2 separate regions of the Mus musculus genome follow, and region 2 is linked to region 1. The links are chromatin contacts, called in public Hi-C maps. All regions are on one chromosome and are shown on one strand. The core of a region is the stretch at or near the end of the contact, and the rest is flanking DNA. Distances in the headings are between cores, read along the strand shown.

Region 1 (6,632 bases), core at 1,292-3,791:
TTCCCATATGGAAGCTTTCAGCTCTGTGAGGTCCCTTTGATTTGTGGTTGATCTTAGTGCCTGCACTGACAGTGTTCTAGAAGTCCAGGAGGTCTTTTGATATACCAATGAGTCAAGTCATGTGTGTTCCCCACAGTCCCTTCTACCAGATTCCGGGCGTATGGCCGTCTGTTGGCATTCCTCCTGTGCTAATTGTTCTGGGGTTCTTGACTCAGAGTTTAACTAGACCCCACAGGGAAGGGGTCTTTTACCTTCCTTTGTCTTTTTTCTGTCTTCCTTTGTCTGTCTCTCTAGCCTACCCCAGTAGGGCTCTTATGATGTTACCAGAAGCACAATATTATTTTATATAAGAGAAAATCCTGGCCCTCAATTAATTGAAAAATCATAGCCTATATTTTTCTTTTATTTTTGTGTATGGCTGTTTACATACATGTACGTCTGTGCACCCACATGCATACCTGGTCCTAGCAGAGGTTCAGAGCCATCATGTGAAGGCTGGGAATTGAACCTGGGGCCTCTGGAAGAGCAGCGCTCTTAACCACCAAGCCATCTCTGCAGCCCCCAGTTAGCTAATTTTGTTCCAAACCTTTAAAATTAGAGAGATCTGGAGTCAAGTCTAGCTCCATACTTTACTTTCTATTTTTGTTTAGTTAACTTTTGTGTGTCCACTTCTCATGTGTAAGATGAGGATTAAAATCTCTTAAGTCATTTTTTTGTTTTGTTTTTTAAAAAAAAACTCTTAAGTCAAAAGGTTTGTTTTGGGTTAAATAAAAATGATGCAGATTGAAGATGTGTGCATTATCCATGATCATAGTAAAAGTTCACTAGGTGGTAACAGTTATTATCAATACTACCTCTTTTTTTAAAAACCTCATTCACTGTACTCCCGTGTTGTAAAAGAGAATGATAACAGGGTGAGGAGGGAAGGCTTGGAGATTTTGGGGGGGGGAGCAGGGGAGGGGAGGAGGGAGGAGGTTTGGGAATTAGGGGTGGGGTGGAGGTGGTAGTGGAGGTGGTGGTGGAGGAGGTGGGGTAAGGATGGGGTGGAGGGGGGTGGTAGAGGTAGTGGAGGAGTTGGGGGTAGGGGGATGGAGGTCGAAGTGGAAGGGGTGGAGGTAGTGGGGGATTAGGGGTAGGGGGCGGAGGTGATTGCTGCTTAGTAAGTATTAATTACTGTCACATATTTTAAAGGGGTTGAATGTCAAATGTCCCTCCTGGTAGATAAAAACAAATGGCCCTTCTAACCACAGAATGGCGGGGTACGGCCATGACCTTTAGCGAACTGTCCACGTAACGCAAATGTGGTAAAAGATGAGCAAGCTCCTGTCACAACCACTGCTTCCTGCCCCTTGCTCCCAACATTTGCTGGCTAACAAATGCAGGGTTTTCTTGAATCATGTATGTTTTCCGGTCTATGCTGCTTTGGCGTCTCGTGGAAAGATGGGCGCACTCTCCTTAATGTCACGATGCAGGCTGCAGCATTGTTCTATGTTGACTTCTATTCCCCTGTGAGTTGTATTCGGTCCCAGCTCAGCCCACAGCACAATACTGTCCTTGCCTTTTCCGGTTCACCTTGGGCGCTTGGAAATGTTCCGGAGCTCTTGCTGCGCGCATGAGCTCCAGCTATGGGGGCCGAGCGCCCTCTTGTGGCGAGCCTTGCCGGCGAGCCGTGCAACCAGTTCAGTATCAAAAACGTAGGCTGGAAGAGAGGTGGGTTCAGGTTGTGTGAAAAGACTTCTTTTCTGATGGAAACAGCTCCAAGATGAACATCCCTTTGTGTGAATCACGCAGTGCCGTTTGTTTTATGCCCACCCAGCTGTGACAAGCTGGTTCAGGCAGAGTCATCTGCACCGGAAGTCCAACCTCGGCCTCCAGGAACATAGTTCCAGAAACTACAGCTACCTCGGAGCAGCTTTTTCTGTTACAGCTGAGATGGAAGGTGGAGAATTGTAGGTGACATTAAGACAGGAACTCATTTTAGTGCCTGTTTAATAGAAACATTTCATGATTTCATGTGAAATGTATGTGTTATTTATCCATAGAGAGCAGCAGGTATTTTAGAAAATACATACTTTGTCTTTCATGGGTTTCTGAATTCTGACTTTGGTAAGAACTTAAAATCTGTGTTATTGCATTCCAAATGTAATTTGGAATGCGCTACATTAAACTGTCGGCACAGCTTCCCTTACTAAAGGTTTCTCTCTATTATAATTAATTTAACAGAGAGCCTAGCTTTGAAAATAAAGAATAAAGTTCCTTCCCCCCTCCATCTCCCGTGGGGTGCCAAGAATCGCCTTGTAATAGGCTCTCTATTTGCACTTACTGGCTCAGAAAAGGGCCCCATACCCCCAAATCCAATCTTTAAAATGGCAACAGTAATGCCTGCTCTACGGGGCTGTTGTGAAAATCACAGCTAATTTAGTGTGCGGGCTAATTTAAGTTTCTCAATGTTTTTCATTTAAGCTTCGTTCAGCAGTTCTCAACGGGGATGCTGCTGGCTTTGTCAGCAGGGCAGTTTGTACCGCGTGGTGCAGTCTGGGGCGATAGAGGATGTTCAGCATCTGGGGAGTACTCTTGCCCAGACACTGAGAAGCAGGCACCAGCACTGTCCAGGAGGGAGGTAACGGCCCTCGCCTGAGACGTACTGTTTGTCCTGACACCTAGGAGCCAGGCTGAGTGCTGTTCCTTAGACAGTAGGCCTGTGGTAAGGCCCAGTAGAGGCTCACTCAGCTATAGCGATTCTTGTAAGGCAGCTCGGGCCACAGGACTCACCAGTAAACACCAACATTGTCCCTCCAATAGTGCTGTGGCAAGGCTGTGTGGCTGGTCACCCCCTTTGAGACCCTCACTCAGTCAGTGAGAAAGGCTGCCAGCATATACTTTTGGGGTGAAGGGAGGGACAGAGCAAGATTATGTTCACAGGCAGACCCTTCAGATTCCTGGTCCCCGGAAACTGATTTGTTCTGGCTTGTGGCTATCTGAACATGTGGTTCGAAGTCTGTTCAGCCACTTCACAGGCATTTATCCGTGCCTGCTCTGCACAGACCCTGCCCCAAGCTCTTGGCATGTGTGGCTTAACAGTCAAAGTCATTCAAGGCTAGTGAGATTGTCTGCCGTGATCACACACAGGGACAGTGTGGCTCAGAAAACCCAGTTGACTGAGTCCAGCCCATGCTGGTCTCTACTGCCTCCTCATGCTTCCCCAGTGTGGGGCTCAGCTCCTGTGCATGGAGGAGGGGAATGTGATGGTTAGCCCTGCAGCCTTTGTCAGAATGGATATACACGGGACACCACAGGAGCTCACGGGAGACCAGGAACCCCACCCAGACTGCTGGAGTTAAGGGCAGCTTCTGGAAAGAGATCACTCCTAAACTGAATCATGAAGGATGGCTGGGAATGAGTCAGATCTGAAGTTAAGTTCTGAGCAGGAGAGACAGTTCATTCCAAAAGAATGGCATCTCGTGTGCTAGGATTACCCAAAGGCAGAGAGGACAACCGAGAATGCTACCTGTGCCTAACGGGCAGAGAGATTGCTCAGCAGTACAGAACGCTTGCTGCTCTGCAAAAGGACCAAGTTCCAGCACCCCTTCAGATGGCTCACAACCACTTGTAACTCCTGCTTGAAGGGCTCTGAAGCCCCTCTACCCTTCTTGGGTCACTGCACCCATGCAGACATAAAATAATAAAATCAAGTCTTTAAAGATGCCTACCAGAGCAGGTTCCCCCCCACACACACACACACACAAGTAACACACACACACACACACACACACACACACACACAAGTAACACAGATTCTTTCCTTTCAGCCAGGGATAAGTGGTGGCCTTCAGACCCCCAGATCATCTCGGAAGGGCTGTACGCCATTGCGGTTGTCCTCAGCTTCTCCCGGATCGCCTACATCCTGCCAGCCAATGAGAGCTTCGGACCTTTGCAGATCTCCCTGGGAAGAACTGTGAAAGACATCTTCAAGTTCATGGTCATTTTTATCATGGTATTTGTGGCCTTTATGATCGGAATGTTCAACCTGTACTCCTACTACCGAGGTGCAAAGTACAACCCAGCGTTTACCACGTGAGTACCCGCTGCACGCTGCTCCCTCCCAGATGCCATCTCTGGGCATCTGGGGAGTCCCTGTGGACCTCCTTCAGGCAGTTCATTGCAGAACTCAGGCCTCCTTGAGGTTGGTGTGAGTTTTGCTCTCATTGTTTTAAGGTTTAGGTTCTGACATTAGAAGAACAAAGGACTTAAATCCCCCACTTTGCCACTATGTAGCTAAGGCTAGCCTGCAAAGGATGATGCAGATGAGGTTAGCCTTGAACTCAGAGATCTACCTGCCTCTGCCTCCTGAGTACTGACATTAAAAAAACATAAGCCACCCATACCCAGCCCTTTCTGCAGTTTTGAAATGGGGATGGATCCGTTGCTTTTCTGTTACTGTGATAAGCTACCAGGAACAAGAACAAATTAAGGCAGAAACAGTGGGTTTATTTGGGTTTACAGTTTCAAGTTGGAGGGGCGGCCATAATGGCAGGAGAAACGTGGTTTCAGGCAGATGGATCAGTAAACTAAGACATCACATCTTCAACCACGAACAGGAAGTGGAAAAAGAGAAAACTAGAAGGAGGGTGGGGCTGTGGACTCTCAAAGCCCACCCCCAGTGATATACTTCCTTCAGCAGGTAGCTTCCTTCCTACAGCACTGCCTCACACAATGCCACCAACTGTGACCAGCTAAGCCTTTGAAGGGACATTTTTCATTCAAACCATCACAAGGAGTAACAATGACATCATGACAATAGTGCGAGATGGGGTGACCCAGAAAGTACACAATAAAAGGTGGGCGGCCATTATGATTATTACAGCAATACATTCCACCTAGATTACATAGGAACAGAACCTGACAAACCCCATAGGCCAACATGCATGCCGTTAGGTCCAGAGAGCTATAATCCAGGGAAGAAAGATGAGAGGAGGGGTGGGGGCGGAGAGTAAGCAGGCTGAGAGGGAAAAGAGGGACAGGGAAGGTGAACAGAGGCTGCTGCCTACCTGACGTGCACTCTGCGCACAACAGACTTCTCCAAGGAGACAAGATGGAAATGCCCCACCTCAGGATAGCCTGAGACAAAGAGAACTGATCGGTCAGACCTCTCCCATCTGCTGTCTCTCTGCGGTCAGTTACTATCTCTCCTGTAGTCTAAGGAAGCCCTGGGCTGAGTGCTATCTACACCTGGCTGAGCACAAAGCAGGCTCTGCAGCTTCATGGGTCTCTGCAACCAGAGTCAGAGGCCCAGGCAAGGGAAGCAAATTACTGCTAAGGGGGCTCCAGCTAGCCAGAGGCAGCATAGCACAGTGATGCTATACCCTACTTCACAGCCCAAGAAGAAAGAGACAGGTCTCATACAACCTGTGTGCAAAAGATCCAACGCTCCCCCCCCCGCCCCCCCCCCCCCGTGAGGTACAACAAGGTCTCCTAGAGATCACCTGAACTGAATCTAGTAAACAGATATGGCAAAGTTTACACCCTGGCAGGCATTACTAGCTGATAGCCACTAGCCACATCATTGGATATATCCGAGCTTGTGTGTCCACTTTGGTGTCAACACAAAAACCACAGCTCTCATCTTAAAGGGAATAAGAGGTAGATTTCCGGAGCCATTTTCAGTGACCATGGCGCAGGAACACAGATTTAGGTTACCCCAAACTCAGTGTTCCAACACAGAAGCAGTTTCATGACGTTGTATCGTTTTGCAGAATGATCAAAACAAGTCTAAGGTGTATCGGTGTGGGTACATCAAAGAGGCAGGTTTGGTGAGATGGGGTGAGCTTTTCTATGGGCGAGGATGCTGTCTAGCCTCTGGGTTGGCAGAGGCTAGTAGGCTGCTAAGTCAATAGATATTAAAAGGGTTTTTCTATTGTCTTAAGAGATGTTAGTCCTTATGTAAGGATGGGCAAAGAATGGCTGTTCCTGGGGGCTAGAACAAGTCCAAGGTAAGGTAGCCAGCCTTTGGACCAGCAACATTCCAGTCTGTCCACAGAACTGAAATTCTAAGTGCGATCAGTCTCTGCTGACAAAGCTTCGGCCCAGGACTTCTCGTTCATGTCTGCAAAGAGGGAAGGGGGCTGCCCACCTTATAAGCTCACAAGTCCCTCATCCTCCACCACAGCTGAGTGTTTCGTGCAAAGTATCCTGGTGCAAGGTCTCCGGTCTCAGACATTCTCCAGACCCATCAGGTCGAGAACTTCTCTATTAAGCTTTGGTCAGACTCTAGGAAAATGAGTATCCACCCACCCAGGGCAGCAGCTGGGATCAAGAGGGCTAAGAACCCCCCACACACACACACACACACACACACACATGTCCACAGGTGACATCTGTTTTCCAGACACTTCAGATGACTGGTGCTTTGGGTGATCCCCGCTGTCACAAGGCCTCAGCTGGCTCTGCTTCTGGGGAAATCGCTCATCAAGGGGAGAGATGCTATCTAAGAACAAAATGGCTTAACCTCCACGCCATTTACCTCAGAGCTGTGGTGGTGCTGCCTGCTCAGTGGTCAGCCCCCCATGCTGCTGACTTACAGGTGCGAAGTGTCTACAGAGAGCAGATGTGTCAGGTCCAACACTGAGGAACAA
Region 2 (6,907 bases), core at 1,891-4,390, 210 kb before region 1:
AAATTCTCATGGCATAGCGGAGGTGGCAATGACATACTATTATGTTAAAAATATATTAAATATTTTAAATTTAATTTTAAAAATATTTTATAACAAATATTAATATAATATTTCATAATAAAATATTTTAAATTATTAATATAATATTTCATGATAAAATATTTTTAATTTAAATACAAATATATTAAAAAATAACACAGTGCTCCACACTGATGCAGAGCTGGGAGAGAGGAGACCGAAGACTCCAACTAGGAAAGATGAGGAGGAAATGATACAGTTAACTCAATGGCTTCACTTGTGCATGCTACACATGCTACAGTGTTACACTGTGCCCCAGAAAGCTCTGTACCACATATTAATGCTTTAACTTAATGGGTAGAGAAAACTCACCAGCTATCACTTGGATTGTGGCGCTATGCCTTTAATCCCAGCACTCAGGAGGCAGATACAGGCAGACCCCTGAGTTTGAAGTAAGCCTGGTCTACACTCTGTACCAAGACAGCCAGAGCTACACTGAGAAACCTTGTCTCAAGCCCCAGACTCCCCAAAAGGGGAAGCAATATGAGCTTGTACTGGCTAGTTTTGTGTCAACTTGACACAGGCTGGAGTTATCACAGAGAAAGGAGCTTCAGTTGAGGAAGTGCCTCCATGAGATCCAGTTGTAAGACATTTTCTCAATTAGTGATCAAGGGGGAGGGCCCCTTGTGGGTGGTACCATCTCTGGGCTGGTAGTCTTGGGTTCTATAAGAGAGCAGGCTGAGCAAGCCAGGGGAAGCAAGCCAGTAAAGAACATCCATCCCTCCATGGCCTCTGCATCAGCTTCTGCTTTCTGACCTGCTTGAGTTCCAGTCCTGACTTCCTTGGTGATGAACAGCAGTGAGGAAGTGTAAGCCGAATAAACCCTTTCCTCCCCAACTTGCTTCTTGGTGATGATGTTTGTACAGGAATAGAAACCGTGACTAAGACAGAGCTGAAGAATATCCAGGGAGAATAGTATGAGGTGGGAGACACCAGACCGTGTTCACCTGCCACTTGTTGCCAAGGGTCCCCAGGGGACAGGCCTTGAAGAGGACAGAGGGTGGAGCCCAACCCCTTAACTTCCACTATTCTCAGAAGGGAAGCCCCTGTGTGTAAGTGTGCTTAGAGGAAATAAGGAAACAAAGCTTGAAGAATACAAACTCACTCCTCGGCCTCCTGCTTCTCTCTGGGAGTAAGTTATCACTGAGGACAACAGCATACAAGGGAAACCTGGGGGGTCCTGAAAACATCAAGAACTAGCTGAGCCAGGGTCCGTCCACACTGAGGGTCCAATTGAAACTTAGGACTGGATTTATAACAGTCCCAGCTTGTCCCATTGCATGCTCTCCAGCAGCACAGGGACTTGGGACATCAGCCTAAAGATGCTAGAAGCACATGAACCAGGAGGGTTTGTGGCTACCCACCCAGGGACAGCGGTACTTTAGTCAGAGTTCACCGATGCAGGCTTCCAGCACAGGGGCCCCACTCTAGAGCCCTGCGACCTCCTCCTAGCCCGAGGAACAACTATAGCATGCCCTACTCTGGGCACACAGCTAATGCAGAAGAGAGTAACCAGACTGTGGTGTCCTTTTTCAAAGTAACAGGACGAACTCGGATTCTTTTTCATTTATTACTTACTCTGACTTGTTTATTTTTATACTCTGGCTTGTTCATTTTTATAGCTATGTTTGGTCTCTACCATATTACCCTCTTGCTTCTCCCCACATCGTGCCTTTTCTCCTTTGCTAGAAAAGTTAGGGGGAAAGGGGGGGAGAGAGAGAGAGAGAGAGAAGAAAGAGAAGGAGGGAAAGGAGAGAGAGAGAGAGAGAGAGAGAGAGAGAGAGAGAGAGAGAAGAGAGAGAGAAGGAGGGAAAGGAGAGAGAGAGAGAGAAGAGAGAGAGAAGGAGGGAAAGGAGAGAGAGAGAGAAGAGAGAGAGAAGGAGGGAAAGGAGAGAGAGAGAGAAGAGAGAGAGAAGGAGGGAAAGGAGAGAGAGAGAGAGAGAGAGAGAGAGAGAGAGAGAAGGAAAGGAAGAAGAGAGGCGGAGAAAGAACACAGAGACAGTGTCTGTGTTGGTCCTCTACCCATGCCCATTTGCATGACAATGTGTTGTTCTCAGCTCAGTAGCCTGGGGTTGGACCAGCTTTGCTTTGCTTGACTTCAAACACTGAGATTCTGGTGGGAAGATGATGCTACAAGCCCCAAGCCCATCAGACAGTTGTGAGGCAGGGTTGCAGTTCATCAGTTACACTGTAGCGGTTAGCATGAGGGGAGCATGGATTATAACCTGGCCTCTCTCCCCCAGATACACATTAGGTACAGAGCATCACAGCGGGTCAGTCAGATCTTCAGGTACACAGCCATGACTCAGCACAGCGAACCGTGACTCAGCACATTGATCCATGACTCAGCACACTGAGATTGTAAACTGTAGACCGAAGGGGGTGGGTGCTAATGACTGTAGACAGTTTCCTCTGGCGAGCCTCCCTCCAGGATTTATTTTGGGTTATAGTGATGAGCAAATCAAGGGTGGCATTTTAAGAGGCACAGCGTGGCTGTTTTTAAAAGCCTCATAATTACAAGAAAGACTTGGCAGCGGTGAATGTGCCTCTCTGTCCTCATCCTTAGATTTGTAACTAGATCCCAGTGACATTAGCAAACCTGGAAGCTCGAAGCTATTTCCTTCCACCCCTTCAGCTGGCGTCTAAGCACAGCTGTGCAACAGTCACTCTGCAGTGAGGTGGTAGTGGTGGTTTTCAATGTGAAGTCAGAAGGTGGCATATAGGAAAGGCCTTGGAATTTTTTTTTCCAATTTTCTGCTTCTCTTAGGTAGAATGGCTAGATTTTGGGGTGATGAAACTCAAACAGCACAGCTGTTTTTCTGGTTGTAGAAGTGATATTTTTTAATCTATTCGTGAGTTGTTTTTTTTTAAATAACAGAATTTATAAAATAAAATAAATGATAACATTTAAAAACAAAACTGATGAATGCTGGGTATTTTCACTTCCACCACCCAAGTACCAGAGACAATGACATCTGCTTCATACAGAGTCCTGGGCAAGGGCTCTGGGTGTGGGAAGGAGCCTGGGTCACAGCCCGCCCCCCTCACTGAGGAGATGAGGCACTGGGACAAAGCAACAGTGTAGCTCTCTGCTTCCACTCTGCATGGGAGAGTGGGCTGAAAAGCCTCCTCTCCGGAGATGATTGCCATCAGCGAGCTCAGCACCAGCGAGCACTCAGGAAATGCCCTGTCTTCCCAGGCGCAGGAGAGGGCTGAGGAGTCTCCGTGCATCCTCTACTGAGTATCTAATAACTTCTTTCTTCCTGGCTTCTGCCAGAAATTCATGTTCTCAAGAAGAAACAAAGATATGCCTGCTCTGCCTGCTCAGCAGCTTAAACCTGATGGGCTTTAGCCATTAAGCCATCTCTAGACTCGAGTAATCCCTAAAACGTTTTCTAATTGTTTATTAAAAGAGTCAAATGAAATTAGCATTGATAAGACTAAGCCGGCTCTCCTAGGCTCAGGATAAATTATTTCAAGTCAGCCCAAGCTGATGTCACGAGGGGCTGAGCCCACCTCCTAGCACTCATGAATCTGTAACAATGTTTTCATTGGCACAGACTCAATTCAGTTTTCAGTGCAATCTGAGTTGTGAGGTAGCCACAGTAGGGTGGCTGTCATCCAACCGAGACAGGAGAAATACATACGTTGAACCAGGCTGACCTAAGCAATACACGCCTCAGGTTGGGAAAGGTACAGAGCCAGGATGCAATCTCTGGCTTCCAAACAACAGCTTCCTAGTTTCCCACCCCGTCTGCTCTTGTATTTTAATCTTAGGTAAGGCACTCAGCCAATGGTTCTTAGATTCGGGTTTGTATAAAATGGCATGGGGGAATCTATGACAGAGTAAGCATAAGGCCCATATGCAGAGATACAGAAGCATCATCAATATGGGGTAAAGCTTGTCCACGTGCAAGCCCAGAGCCTGGTCCTTCTGATGAGCATTACAGAAGGAGTAACTGGGTTCCTGGGACTCTCTGTGGTTGGCTAAGGCATGTGCCCAGCCACTGAGAATGGAATTTCCTCCATTCCATTCACGTGCATGGAGGCAGTACGGAGACAGACATACGTGGAGAGCTTCATGGTAAAATCTCCTGGTATGAATGTCATGCCAAAACACATGTCGCCTCACCGGCTCACGTTTATGCCATAAATATGGGCCACAGTCCTGCTGCCTGTCATTTTTCATGTTCCCTTGTGTTCAGGGGTCAGTAAGAATCACACGCCCAAGAGACAAGAAGTGGTGTCCTACCTTAAACACGGACCAGCTGGTATCCGCATGAACCGTTAGAGCAAGTACCAAACCCAGACTCCAGCCAGACCCACTCTATCCATCCATTTTCCTAGACTAATCTCAAATTTCTTTCTCCTAAATGGGCATTTGCTGGGTGACCTTAATACCTTGCCACGATGGCTTCTCCCTGTTCTTGAACCTTCCCGTTCAGACCCTGTGCTTCCTAAACTTGGTCCTAAACTTGAATGCTTTTATTTAAACACGCCCAGGTTCCAAGTCCCAAAGCTAAGCTTTCAGTGTTGCTACAATCTCCTTCGTGTTAAAAATGTACCGTGAAATAGTGAAGGCCGATTCCGGTTAGCGTCCAACTGTGTCTCCTCACTTCTATGTCTGGAGCTTGCCCATGGCTGGCGTGCACACGCCTCGAATAGCTCTGAACGTTTCCTGTTTCTGCAATAAACAGGCACTCCCAACAACACGTCCAGCCCCTCATTAAAAGCCCTCTTACTTCTTGCCTCCCTGCCCCCTCCTGGGTGATAATTGGTTCTAAGCTTGACTGATGTATCTGTTTTGTCCCTGAATCTACAAGGGAAGGATATGGCAGTTGTAATTTTATTTTCCACGCTCGGTAAATGGTTGCTGGATTATATATGAATCCAATATGCCTACAGCTGGGAGATGTGATTAGAATAACCCAGACTCAGAAACCACATGGTCAAACACCCTTATCAGTGTGAGCGACCAGTGCTGAAGTGAAAAAGCAAAACAAAAACAAAACAAAACAAAACAAAAAAAAAACCTAGCCAGCTGAAGTTGACCAGAGGCCCTAAGATGAGCTATATTCATTCACAATTTGATTCTTATCTTCTAAGCAGAATTGCAAATTGCATTTGACATTGTAGCTTTGATATAATAAGCTACCTAGAATAGTCAGCCGTCAAACCCATGTGAGATGTGAGCGAGCTCTGGTGCATCTGTGCCTGTTGACTAGCTCTTCCTTCTCTCTTCTCCCCCTTTAAAGACCCAATGAGTGTGGTGTTCATGATGCTCACTGGTCCACCTGCCTAATCCATAAATTTATATCAGAAGCCTGGATATAGTAGGCACTCCCTCAACGAGACACTGGAAATGCCCTCTGCAGATGATACATCCTTAGACATGCGAATGTCATTGGGGTTCTCTATCTGTAACATTATCTATTTATAATATCTATAACATTATCTATTTATAATTTGTAATTATCTATTTATAATCTATTCAGTCAACTGAATGGTAGCCTCAGCCTAGCTCTGCATACTTGCCACATAATGGGGAATAAAAAGCCAACCACGTTTTAAACCATGGAACTAACATCAGCGAAGGGACACTGATGAGCAAAGAAACAAAGGGAATATTCCAAGATTATAGAAACACTACAGAGAAAAGCAAATCATAATGGGAGAAATGACAGGTGCTGGACTGCCAGCATTAACAGGATGGCTAACACCGAAGAAAATGTTATTATACAAATACCTGGGCCAAGTAGTGCAGAGAGAGCAAAGGTGCAGAGGCCATGAGACAGGGGAAGGTGTGATACTTTTAAGAAACAACAGCAAGAACCTGATGAAGGTCAGAACATGCATGTAGCCAGGAACAGGGGTGCATACATGCCTGCAAGCCCAGTAGGCAGGAAGATCACTGTGCCCATTGGAGGCTAGCCTAGGCTATACAGCAAGTGCAAGACTAACATGGACAGATTGTCTCAAAACAACAAAAACAACCCAGATATCTTAACTATCAGCTAGTGATCTGTCTAACCTGCCTTCTATCGGTGCAACAAACCAACACAGAATTGTTAACTAGAGCAAAGTAAAGACAGGCAGGTAGAACACACTCAGAACTGAAAGAGACGTGTTATTTTTATCACCTAAAATCAATACACGATGATGCAAAGATTAAAATAACCTGGCCTCTATCAGCCAGAGCATGCTGTATTGAAGACTGATCTAATAACAGGTTTATATCTAAAGCTTATGAGGAACTACAACTCAATATCTGAAACTTGAAGTGATAGATTTAAAGTGGGAAAAGGACAGATAGCTACTTAAGGTGATGGGAGTCGCCATTTTTCTAATCTTGTCATGACACTACATATGCACGATCCAATTATCACACAGCACCCGGTTAATAGATCTAATAATTGTGTGGCCATTAGAGACCGGGGGGAATGGCTCACCAATGACTGGCCCAACTTGAGACCCACCCCATGGGAGAGAGCTAACTGCTGACACTATTAATGATCCTCTGCTGTGCTTGCAGACAGGAGCCTAGCATAACTGTCTTCTGAGAGGCTTCATCCAGCAGTGGATGGAGGCAGATGCAGAGACCCACAGCCAAACATTAGGCAGAGTTTGGGGAGTCTTCTGGAAGAGTGGGGGATGGGATTGAAGGAGATGAAGGGGTCAGGCACAAGACTTACAGGTTAACCTGGGCCCATGGTGCTCATGGAGGCTGAACCACCAAAGAGCATGCAGGGGTGGACCTAGGCCCTGTACACATCTGGAGCAAATGTAGGTCCCCTAACAACTGGAGTAGTGTTGTTTCCGACTCTGTTGC

The links. A called contact is a pair of places that touch in the nucleus more often than the background predicts.
Region 2: a contact with region 1 is called in a Hi-C map of cortical neurons, with 4 times the contacts expected there. The contact joins two enhancer-like sites. A contact is called at or near these places in 1 of 15 datasets of contacts at CTCF or cohesin (embryonic stem cells), 6 of 484 Hi-C or Micro-C datasets (cerebral cortex, cortical neurons and embryonic stem cells) and 1 of 115 datasets of contacts at active chromatin or transcription factors (embryonic stem cells).

The regions. Positions count from the first base shown.
Region 1 is chr13:56,801,955-56,808,586 of GRCm38.p6, reverse strand. Trpc7 (transient receptor potential cation channel, subfamily C, member 7) reads left to right here. Exons shown (of 12, transcript NM_012035.3): 7 at 3,810-4,074. Among named protein-coding and RNA genes, the nearest start is that of Gm52066, 40 kb to the right of the region's middle. Within about 2 kb of position 2,541, at least 37 of the 459 cell types and tissues checked have an H3K27ac peak or open chromatin away from gene starts, as enhancers often do. A contact at or near this core is called in cortical neurons, where this site is marked.
Region 2 is chr13:57,013,369-57,020,275 of GRCm38.p6, reverse strand. No RefSeq gene overlaps it. Among named protein-coding and RNA genes, the nearest start is that of Gm33140, 23 kb to the right of the region's middle. Within about 2 kb of position 3,140, at least 34 of the 459 cell types and tissues checked have an H3K27ac peak or open chromatin away from gene starts, as enhancers often do. A contact at or near this core is called in cortical neurons, where this site is marked.